Regions from separate parts of the Sus scrofa genome. Here region 1 is linked to region 2. A link is a contact called in public Hi-C data. All regions are on one chromosome and are shown on one strand. Each heading gives the region's core, a stretch centred on a gene start, on an enhancer-like site or on the middle of the called end of the contact. The rest is flanking DNA. Distances are from core to core; before and after follow the strand shown. Region 1 has its middle 26 kb from the start of CXCR6. Region 2 overlaps SACM1L (phosphatidylinositide phosphatase SAC1).

The links. Hi-C and Micro-C count contacts between places; a contact is called where the count stands out from the background.
Region 1: a contact with region 2 is called in a Hi-C map of omental adipose tissue, with 1.8 times the contacts expected there. The contact joins two enhancer-like sites. A contact is called at or near these places in 1 of 5 promoter capture datasets (liver) and 22 of 47 Hi-C or Micro-C datasets (alveolar macrophages, blood, brain and 10 more).

The regions. Positions count from the first base shown.
Region 1 is chr13:29,068,338-29,071,037 of Sscrofa11.1, reverse strand. It overlaps a transcript of FYCO1 not described here. Among named protein-coding and RNA genes, the nearest start is that of CXCR6, 26 kb to the left of the region's middle. Within about 2 kb of position 1,372, at least 16 of the 83 cell types and tissues checked have an H3K27ac peak or open chromatin away from gene starts, as enhancers often do. A contact at or near this core is called in omental adipose tissue, where this site is marked.
Region 2 is chr13:28,905,521-28,908,220 of Sscrofa11.1, reverse strand. SACM1L (phosphatidylinositide phosphatase SAC1) reads right to left here. Exons shown (of 22, transcript XR_002337509.1): 22 at 1,718-2,700. The region is part of intron 9 of SLC6A20 (sodium- and chloride-dependent transporter XTRP3); the gene reads left to right. Among named protein-coding and RNA genes, the nearest start is that of SLC6A20, 38 kb to the left of the region's middle. Within about 2 kb of position 1,355, at least 9 of the 83 cell types and tissues checked have an H3K27ac peak or open chromatin away from gene starts, as enhancers often do. A contact at or near this core is called in omental adipose tissue, where this site is marked.

The DNA of each region.
Region 1 (2,700 bases), core at 123-2,622, 160 kb before region 2:
AAAGTCCATGGCAGTGTCCAGCACCTCCAGACCCTTTCCAGGGAGATGTCTCTGCTAGCCAACAGGAAATGGGGGTGAGGGGCCCCAGCCTCTGAGCAGATGTCGCTGCCCAAAGGCCACCCGTGCCAGCCGGTGCCCACCCCGGCCAGGTCACTGCCGCTGCTGCTGCTCCTTGGGCTTTCAGCCCTCAGGGTAACAGCCTCTTTTTCCATTTCTGTTTCCTCAGGTTTGTCTCCAAGAAAGTATTTTATCACTTAACAGTTGACCGGCCTGTGATCTATGATGGAAGTGATTTCCCGTAGCCTGGATTTTAATAGTTTCACATTACCCACAGGAAACACTACTCTTCCTCACCTGTCACATAAAGCACTAAAAAGAAAAAGAAAAAAAACAGCTGCTCTGAATATGAATGTCAACTATGCAACCCTGGGAGACAGGCCCTTGGCTGCTTCTCGGAGCTTCGCTGCCCCGAGCACTGTGTACTCAGCACTGTGCACTGTCACTCTTAGCCCCATGGCTTGCAAAGGCTCAAGCACCATTTCCATTGTCCTCACACCCAGAGGGGCACTTTGCCAAAGGTTTAAACACTCAGGAAACCATCAGCCTCACCTGGGGGTACAGTTGGTTCCAGGCCTCCTATGGAGAGTTTCTCAGGCCAGAGGGGACCCCAACTTCTGCCCGTGGAGAAACATGGTCCCCTGTGCCCAACGGGGGGCCAGGCATCCAGGTGACCAAGAGCTAGGATGCCTTGGCCAGGCCCTGTGAGTCCTCCCAGGAAAAGGAGCTCGGGGCACCCGTGGGTCCACCTGAGATCCCAGCTGTCGTGCTCCTACCCCTTCCTACCCTAGGAAGTTGGGGGCTGCTCCAGAACTCAGCCATTTCCATGGGGCCTCCAACTGCACTTTCCTCCTGGCCCTTCTGTCTGAGCAGTGCTGTCCTTGAGCAAAGCCCTTCACTCAGCCTGGCCTCTCAAAGCTCAAAACATTACCCTAAGAATCAGAACTGAAGCAAATCCCAGGAAACAACCCATCTACGGCGGGCCTGTAATGTTGTCTGTGTACAGAAGGCCAGAGCCCAGATCCTGGGCAACATCAGCCCCACGACCAAAAAGCAGGATTGTGCGTCAGCTTTTAGGGCTAACTCCTCAGCTGACAGCTTGTCTTTGTTTATATCAATAAGAGCTTCTGCCTAACTTGCAGATGCTTTTACTAATTATCATAATCAGGGTAGGAACCCCTTTTATAAATTGAGACTTCTTAACAGACGTCTTTGGTAACACAAATGTAAACAGGCATAATTCACAGATCTGCTCTTTGCTCACTTCTCAGCCCCTCCTCCCTACCTGCCAGATTCCCCACACCCCATCTGCCCACTTCCTGCTGCTCAGCCTGCACATGACACCCAGCAGCTGTCTCCCTTTGGGGCAGATAAATCCTGTTTCCTTTTGTCAGACAAGGAGATAATCTTCCTATTCTCTACCGTTTTCTACCACCACCGAGTGCTCGCCTGTGGTGGCCCCTTTGGGCCCTGTTCACAGAAGCCAGCACCTACAGTCAAGGCCCAGGTACTTCCATGGGTGACCAGAGTATCTCACGAAGCGGCTCACCTTGGCCAGGGATGAGGGGGAGGGTGCTGGGCAGGGTGGCTGAGGTTCTGAGCGCTGGACCCAGCCTGTCCTTCAGGTAGCCTGGTGACTAAGCCGAGTCATACACCTCGAGGCTTCATCTCGCCATTCCCGAGCCTGGTCTGGCCAGTTTTGAGAGCTCAAGAGTGGGTCAGGAGCCCCAGGCCAACTTCAGCTCAAACCCCATGTGTACCAGCAGAGAGAACCATGGGGCAGGGCTGGGAGGAAATGACTTTGGCGATGGGCTTGGAACTTTCATTGAAACAGGAGACTTAAGCACTTCTAGTCACTTTAATAAGGGCTTGGGGCATGATGAACACTGGACCTCTTGTGCTTTTTCCTGGAACAGCTGCCTCTAGTAGAAAGCTCCAGCATCTCCTCAGGCAAGGCTTTGACAGGTGCTCAGCATCAAAATGGAAATGGCCAGGACCCCAGAGGCTTCCTAGCCTCATGCTTGTCCTCACAGGTGTGCCACACAGCCTGAGGACTATTCCAGGGCAAATTACCTTTGAATCCACCTACCTTTTTGGAAAGGATAATCAAAAATAGCTTGTTTGCCACATGGGAGAAACTAACCAAAGAACCCAGAGCAGTCTGGAATCTTGGTTTGAGTGCTTAGCTTTCCCACAGTACCGTGGAGACCTTGGCCAAGTTGATGGCCTTCTGCCAGTGTACCCACCATCATCTGCAGCTTGAACCAACATTTTGTGAATAGCTGATGTGTTGCCTTCGAAAGACCTGGGACAGTCCATCTGAGGCTGGTTCTGAACCTGTCACTCAACCCAGCAGGGGACCAACTGCAGCTTAAAAACCACTTGGCGCTTGTGAGGCCAACTCAGAGCCACTCCTCCAAGAGAGTGGGGGCCCCTTGTGCCACCACCACCGCAAGCAGTGACTACAGTTGTGCAAAAAAGCCTTTGCTGCATTCAGAGGCCTGCCCTCTGAGGTCACACCCTGCCTCTGCAGCATATTTATTTTTTGTGCTGGATGGACTCTGGTCCTTTGTTTCTTTTCTGTGCAAGCTTGGGTTTGCTGTGCACTGTGCAGCTAGAGAACCTCTTGGCCTATTTAATTAT
Region 2 (2,700 bases), core at 106-2,605:
TGGGGAGGGTAAGGGGACAAAGCATTCACACTTCAAACAAGTTGGCAGGGGATTCTGAGGAACCACGGTCTGAGGTTCGGTGGTCTAGAGAGCCTTGCTCATCGGAGTAGGGTTCCAGAGGGTAGCAGCCACCTTACCAGAGAGCAGCTGAGACATGGAGCCCAGACATGTCCCCCAGACAACCCAGGTCCATGGAATTCGATCCTACCTTGGAAGCCATCCAGGAGTCAGAGGCTCATGGCACTTTGCAAACCTCGCTCGAATGTGAGTCTGATGGGAAGGCTGTACCCCTGCCCTCCCTCTTCCGCAGTTCTTCCAGATCCTCCCTCAAAAATGGTGAGGAGGGACTGGTGAGAGAGGGTTGTGTTTGTGCCTGTGTTTGTGTCTGTGTGTGTGTGTGCATATGTCCGTGCGCACGTGTGTATGTGTGGTAGGGACATACCAGATGGCATACACTCTAGGAGCCAGGCCCCTTACCTGGTATCTCCCAGTGTGTCCCTGGAGGCACTAGGGTTTGACTCAACCTTGTGGGTTTTCCACGATCAAAGAATTTCAGGGCAGGACAGAAAAGGGCTGAAATGTCTTTTTGCAGGATTTCTCAGAGCCAGGGTGACAAGAGTAAATCTCAAAGAGGAGCTTATAATTTGTAGTGTTTGCAAAAGCCTGGTGATCCAGGAAGTCCTTTGAATCCTCACCTCGCCCCTGCCCCGCAGCTGCCAACAGCCAGCCCCAAGCAATCAAGGTCATATGGACACGGATGTTAGGGTGACCGACTCTCCCTCATCTCCTGGGCCCAAGGCTTTGCAGGGCAGTGGCAAGTTCAGTGCTAAAGGTCCAAAGAAAAGTGGGAGCAGTTGGTTCCCTAGGAAATGCCGGTGTAGGGGGCACCTCAGACCGTGGGTTTTTCAGGAGAAAGAGAGGAGCAGACCCCAGGGTGGTGGGTGTGGGGTGCAGGGCACGGCGCGAGAGACAGAAGGTGCCTGGGAGGGGGAGTGGCGGCGTCTTTGAAGCAGCCTGATCCCAGAGCAGCTTGCTATGAGCACAGCGCCGCCTGGTGGCCACACAGCGGTAGTGCCATGCTCCCTTTGCTCTGCAGCCCGTTCTTTACACCGGTGTGGATCAAGGCAAGTGGGGGGCGAGCGGCGGCGTGAAGGGACAGGAAAATGGAAACACTGTGTTCGCCGTGGTTTCAGGGATCCCAGGTGTTCACGTGCACGTGAGTTTTTGTGGCCTAGGGCCCAGGCGTCTGAGAGGTCAGAGGCAGCAGGGGCGCAGGTCCAGGAGAGGCAGGGCGCTATGGCTGCCACTCTGCCAGGCTCACCCTGGCGCGCTCCCGTCGCCGCCTTCGCCGGTGGCGCTCCACCTCGGCTGCCTCTCCTAGCACGGGGAGCAGTTTCAAAGGCCCTAGACTGCAGGTAGGATTCCAGTCTGTGTTCTGGGCCTGGGGCTTCCCCTGTCTGGGTGCCCTCAAGCAAGTTACATCCCAGCCCAGGGACCTCAGTCCCTTCCCCTGGGAAATGCCCAGAGAGCTGGGTCAGCCTTCCCACAAGGGGTGAAGATGCTTTCCATATCTATTTGTGCCTGTGTGTGCGTGAATGTGTGTGTACCAGTGCCAGAAATACACGAGTGTATCAGATCCATGGTCAAAAAGATACTCTTGTGGAATTGCTCACTTCATTGTGAGAGTCTATATTTGTTGTATTTCAGTTTAGAATAATTGATTGATTTGTTAATTCTTTATTGACGTCTTGTTGATTTACAATGTCAGGTGAGTTTCAGGTTACAGCACAAGAGATTCAATTGTATTATACACACACACACACACACACATCCACATACATACACATGTAAATATATATAGTCACACACACATACAAAATCTCTTTGGGATTCCTTTCCCTTCCCATAGAGGCTCTTCCAACACACTGAAAAGCATCCCCCATGCCATACAGTAGGCCCTTGTTGAGTACCTCTAGTGGTGCATATGAGTTCATGGCAACCTCCCAGTTTATCGCCCTCCACCCCTTTCCCGTTTGGTCGCCATGGTTTGTGCATCTGTTTCTATTGTGTAAATAAGTTCAGTTGTCTGTCTTCTTTGGTGCTTCCACCCGGGAAGGATAGCCTCTGGTATTTGTCTTGCTCTGCTGGCGTGCTTCACTTGGTATGCTAATTTCTAGGTCGATCAACGTTGCTGCCAATGGCACTGTTTCCTTCCTTTTTATGGCTGAGCCCCAGTCTCTTGGACCTAAGGAGCAGGTCTTCTTGATCCATGCATCTGTGGACGGACACCGAGCTTGCTTCCACACCCGGGCTGTTGTGACTTGTGCTGCTCTGGACCTGGGCGTGGGGGTGGGGGGGCCTGTGCGGTTTGGATCGATAGTTTTGTCCCGCTCTATGCCCACATGTGGGACCGCTGGATCATGGGGCAGCTCTAGTGTTTGTCTTTTCAGGACCCTCTGTCCTGTTTTCCATCGCAGCTGCCCCAAATTACATTCCTAGCAACAGTGTAGGAAGGATCTGTTTTCTGAAAGCATCTGTCTGCAGGCATGATGGAAATCAGAATGATGGTCTGTAGGCACCTACAGTTTGGAAGCATTGCTACACATCAGGTCCAACAGGCCAAGTCGTCTCCACAGTCACAGCTTTGGCCCTCCTTTCGCCCCAGAAAAGATGCCCTGGTTTCAGGCATTTCTAGTGAGC